Linked DNA regions of Columba livia: region 1 is linked to region 2. A link is a contact called in public Hi-C data. All regions are on one chromosome and are shown on one strand. The core of a region is the stretch at or near the end of the contact, and the rest is flanking DNA. Distances in the headings are between cores, read along the strand shown.

Region 1 (2,700 bases), core at 28-2,527, 200 kb after region 2:
AGGACCACGGCGCAGGGCTCTGCACTGGCCCCATCCGCAGTGGCTCTTGTCCAACAGTTAGAAACTTTAGGGGGTATGCGAACACCAGAGTGTATAAGTTCCATATTTTTAAAATATATATTTTGTATATTTGTGTGCGAATATACATATGCATGCATACATTTATATAGAATAAATAAAAATCAAATTTACTGTAATAAGAATTTTCACTACCCTGACTTTCCATAACAAAAGGAGCCAGTTGAAATCACAATAAGATGACCACATGCTTTACATAACTTCAGAGTTCAAAAGTGATTGCCATATCCATTCTAAGTTCCAAACAGTGCTTCCAGCAGGGCAGTTCGGGGTACTTCTGTACCCACGGGAGCTAGTACAGCGTCAATGCAAACCAAGAAATCAGACCGTGCAGTGCCAGATGCGTCTGAGAGGGCCAAAGGTTCTGAGTGCCATCTGGGTAGAGCTGTATCTGGAGAACAGCCATACTTGGGAGACTGCTGTATATCTGTCTGCATCTGTATATACACACACGATGCTGTGAAATGGTTTTAGAAAAGCCCTCAAAACACAAAACATGGAAAGAAATTGTCAAAGTACCTAAAGCGGGTAAGCTTTAAATGAATCTTCCCCATTCTTCAATTTCACACTTATTACCCAAAGACTATTATAGCATTTAACTTTTCAGTACCAGAGAATTCACTGAAACAAACAACTGGCAGACACTTGCACATCTGGCTAGAGCTGGCAGCACTTCGTCTACACTGCAGCCTCCACTGCTGCGTCTTGTACCACTCCAGGTTCGGACAGATAAAGCATCTTACATGAAGACTAATGAAAATTGCCTCCCAGATTTCTCCATTCTCATGGCTAAGCCAACGAGGGACTTCCTCAAGCTGGCCTAGGTTTTGTGGCTGTGACAAGCACCTAATGAAACATGAAAGCAAAGCTCAGGATTCATTTTGCCTCCTCTGCAATGAAGCGATAGGGTTCCTGCTGCTCCACTTACACACCTACAGCTCTGTTTCCCTTGTTGGCTCTTTGATCATCATTAAGTCTTTGATGCAAAATGTTAAATGAGTTGACGATGCCTATTAGTCATTTTCGGTTTTATTTTATAAAGCAGTGGCTATTTTCTTGTCTTGAAGCACTAAAGTTAACTAAGCAATTTGCAGGGAGAGCTACTACTGTTCATGTGGTGGCAAAAAGAAACATTTTCATTAAGCTTCCCAAAATCAAGAAGAAAATACATTTTTAAAAGAGCCTTCAATAATAAAGCAGAAGACATGTCTCTGCAGGCTCCAGAATTGCTGAATGGCGGTGGAGAGCACCTCGATTTCACGCTGAACCCCAGAGCCCCAGGAGCAATCTGGAGGCTTCCGCAGGCAGCTGAGAGCTTGCCCGCTAACAAAGAACAACGGCGAGCAAAATGGCTTGAATCACACACCTCGTGACCGAGCTGCAAACAAACTTGTTTGTCAGAAACATCTGCTGCACGGCAGAGCCGGAGCTGTGGGCTGCCTGCCCGTTCCCCGCACTGTCACGTGTCACCTGGTTCATAATGCTGCTTGTGGGATTACCAAAGAAAATTATTTGAGCAACATTTCCTGACTGAGATTAATTATCTGCGCTACACCAGCCCCTGGCAAAATCTTGTTATAAAATATCAATTACAACTAAGTGAATTCTCCATAAAGATGAATTTAATTGAGGGAAAGAGCAAGATAGATTGCAATTCTACCTGATTTTCAGGTGTGCAATGCTCCAGTGATTGGCTAGGAAAGAAAAAACGCAGAGGGGAACGTGATGTGGCATAATTTACTCAGAAAAAAAGAATGCTTACATAAATGGATCATAAATTGTGTTGATTATCTGCATTTTCCTACAAATGCATCAACCAAAAATCACTAAAGGTCAAAGAGAGTACAAATAACAACTAAAAAACAAACCCAAAGAACTCTAATGGGTGTGGAAACAAAAGCATTTGCTTTGAAACACTTGAAGTTAGCAAGGGACATATTTTTCATTAATAATACTTTGTGTACAATTTTTCCCTTGAATATGGAAATAAACGTAACTGTAGGAAGAAATGGGCTTTGGTTATTTGAAATTTCAGCTGCTCAGCTGGTTTAGTAAATACAGGTAGTTATTTTCAGATTTTCTAATAACTTAGCCCCAGCTCTAACGGGAAAACAGCAACACCCATATTTTATAGCAATGACTAAGGTAAAACATTAATTGCAGATCAAGCTGTTAGCTGAGCATGAAGCAGCCGTACTGAGCAGGATCTTGGAGACCTCCCACCCTTATTAGCACCTTTATTTAATGAAGCATTCTTTAATGAGTACCCAGATGTTTGCTATACACTTACTATGCAAACTAAAACATATTAGCTGTACAGATACTGTTTCCTTCTGACCATGTACACATTCTGGTGTGAAAAACAGAGATAACTCACTCCGAGTCCCTCCCACCCCCAAGAAAGGCTCCAAAGCCTCTGTTCAGGGTCAGTAAATGAACATCTGTGTGTTCCAGGGTGGAAACCCAACGGCAGCAGCACCGAGTCACGAAAGATCAGCAAGCAGCAGAGAACAGAAGGCCGGACTTGATCCAGACATAAGCAGGAAAACTACCTCTCAACTCACTGGGTGTTGTTTCTCCTTGTGGATTGACTCAAGTTCTGTCTCCCCTTTATCCTTTTTG
Region 2 (2,700 bases), core at 106-2,605:
GACCTGTGTTTGTTTTCTTTCTTGCTAGAAACAGACTGGCTTGTTTAGATTAACTTCTGAACCGAAATCCTGCAAAGCTTCTTTGAAATGAATGGGGACATTTAGTCCTGAAACAAAAAAGAGTGAATGTCTCCTAAAAATCAGTCTGATTTCATAAACAATTTGTGCTAATGCGCAATAATATATATGTAGTCTCATAGCAGCCTTCCCCCTCACCCTCCCACATGCTTGCTTGTTGGTGAAACATATTCAATAATACGTATTACATATAGATTACCCATCTACTACAAGTTTTATTTTGCACATGTCAAGGCAGTTGCTGACAAATGAATGTAGCAGAGCTCCGATCTTGCACTCTGGTGTACGATACCTGTTGCCCCTTGCTGGCTGACCCAGCCAAGTTCAAGAACTGTTTATTTGTCGGTGACTAATGAACCTTCATTAAGCTGATGAAGAGCCAGGCCTTTACACTTACTTCAGTATCTTCGTTCTAATGGTCTGCATCTGACTTGGTTACCTCTTCACACATCTGTAATTTGTTTCACGTTTGCTCTGTGAGATGGTGAGGAGAAGAACACAATATGAATGCGACTGCTCGCCAGCACTGTGATGTCCTTAAAAGTCTTTCTTGTCTTTTTATTTTTTTCTTCAACAGTGGTTGGTGAATACTTTTCTTCCTTTAGCTATGTGCTGGCAATATTTGAGGTAGAAAATAACATAATACAGCGTATTTTAGATACTTGGTAGGCATGGAGGGCTGAGTCGCATCTGCCGGCGCTGGGTCTCAGTCCTTTTTGCCGCAACCTCATTCTGCTGGGCCTGCGATTATGCAGAGAAATAGAAATATGTTCTTCACTGGAGGGAACAGGCTGTGAACTGCGTTCAAGAGCAGCCGCTAACTCATAGAACTCCAGTTTTATTGGTTTTCTGTTTGCTGTAGTCAGGCACTGGTTTAATGTGCGCACAACAGAAACCGCAGTTTCCTGATGTATTTCCTCCTGCTGGAATTAGCCAGAAAATTAATTTGAACTGTAAAAAAACTAATGCACGTGATGCATATGCACAATGGCCAATTTAATTTTTAATGTACCGATATAAACTCAATTTGTGTCATTAAAGCTGGTGCGACTTTGAAATTAATGTTATTCAGTTGTGTGTGTTGTTCAGAACTAATGGTAAGAAGAGGTAGTTGTTGCAGTAATTTTACATTTGAATCTTTTACAGTACTTTTTAAAGTTACTCTCTCCAAATAAAGAACAGTTATGTGATAAATGAGTTAAACTTCCAGGTTTAGCAAGGAATTGTAATACTATGTGTGGCTGTTAGGTAAGTCACTATTTTGTGGCCTCTGCTGTGGCCTGAGCCAGAGAGACTGAGAACTGAATTTCAGTGCGTGGATACAAACTGTGCGTACGGTGTTCAATTGCCGTCAAATTTTTAGAACCGCTTTTGTGTGTACGCCAGGCTTTGCAGGCCAGACTTAGTGAATGAAATCAGATGTGAGTTAAGCGTTGTCATGAACAGCGTACGGAATGACATTTGATCACAACAAGAAGTAAAACAGAAGTAAGGCAGGATGGATTTTACGGGGTGTTCAACAAAACTATGGGTCATATGCTAGAATGAGGTGCATGAAGGGAGCTTGCTTTACTGCCTTTGCAGCCAGAGGCGAGAGAAACACAGCAACTAATCGTTAACTTGCAGCTAAATCTGGTGCCGGAAGCTTTCCTGGAATATTCCTAGTAGGTTTATTAAACTGCTGACCTTCTTTATTGCCGATAAATTCCAGCCTACGTGAACTGACCTGAACTTCTCAATGAATAGACGTTTCAATAAGGTTGTATAGTTTTTCCGCAGTAACATGAACTGTAGTGATTTTGTAAACTAATAATTTGTCGATGTCTATTTGTAGGCTCAGTTACCTCTGTCAGAGTAAGAGGTTGAGGGATGTAATTTGCGGGGATCTGCTGCCCTCAGCAGAGATGGTCACAGCCTTGAGTGCCAAGTACGGAGTTCCCCTCGCTGATGAGGATCTCTTCCCTCAGAAACCTCCTTCGCTCTCGCTTTCCTCTGATGATTATGCAGTACCAGGAAAAGTTAGAGGAGTGAAACAGGCAGTATGTGTTTCATTAGATAACGACAATGAAAAGTGTGTGCAGCGGAAGGAAGAAATAGCAAGGAAAACATCTTTTGAGAGAAGCCGTAGGGTGAGTAGATTACGATATGCAAGAGGCAAGCCTGATAGCTGCAAAACTTCATGTCCGAAGTCAACATCTCCTCCTTCTCCTGAAACAGTGACTTAAAAACTTATCATAAGGCATTTGTAGGTATTGAGGAAACATTGTAAAAAGGTGCAGGGTAATTTTATTTTGCAGAAGTGGAATTGCAAATGTAATTGCTTCTCAAAGGGGAAAACAATTCTAGCGCTCACAGACGAGACACTCTACGAGTGGTAAGGAAACTGATTATTTGAAGGACTTGTAAGTTCTTTTTGAGTTTGGTTCCTATTTTTCTTTGTCTCCTTCTTCTCCAGAGCTGCCCCATTGTGCCTTAGCAAGTCATCCAGGCTTCAGACGCTCGCAGGGGACCAAGCCAATTAAGCTCATGTGAAAATTGCGCTTTCTTCTCTTGCCATGTGAAAGACCTGCCTGCCTTTAGGCAACCAGAATGGCATTTATTCTTGGCTAAATAAAACCAGCA

The links. A called contact is a pair of places that touch in the nucleus more often than the background predicts.
Region 1: a Hi-C map of crop shows a contact between it and region 2, with 2.0 times the contacts expected there. The contact joins two enhancer-like sites. A contact is called at or near these places in 2 of 2 Hi-C or Micro-C datasets (crop and liver).

Annotation. Positions count from the first base shown.
Region 1 is chr10:1,924,899-1,927,598 of bColLiv1.pat.W.v2, forward strand. All of the region lies in intron 3 of IQSEC1 (IQ motif and Sec7 domain ArfGEF 1), which reads right to left. It overlaps LOC135580434 (a long non-coding RNA gene), which reads right to left. Exons shown (of 2, transcript XR_010474983.1): 2 at 1-2,700. Among named protein-coding and RNA genes, the nearest start is that of IQSEC1, 160 kb to the right of the region's middle. Within about 2 kb of position 1,278, at least 1 of the 3 cell types and tissues checked has an H3K27ac peak away from gene starts, as active enhancers do.
Region 2 is chr10:1,720,931-1,723,630 of bColLiv1.pat.W.v2, forward strand. It overlaps CFAP92 (cilia and flagella associated protein 92 (putative)), which reads left to right. Exons shown (of 20, transcript XM_065074876.1): 14 at 1,913-2,207. Among named protein-coding and RNA genes, the nearest start is that of CFAP92, 30 kb to the left of the region's middle. Within about 2 kb of position 1,356, at least 1 of the 3 cell types and tissues checked has an H3K27ac peak away from gene starts, as active enhancers do.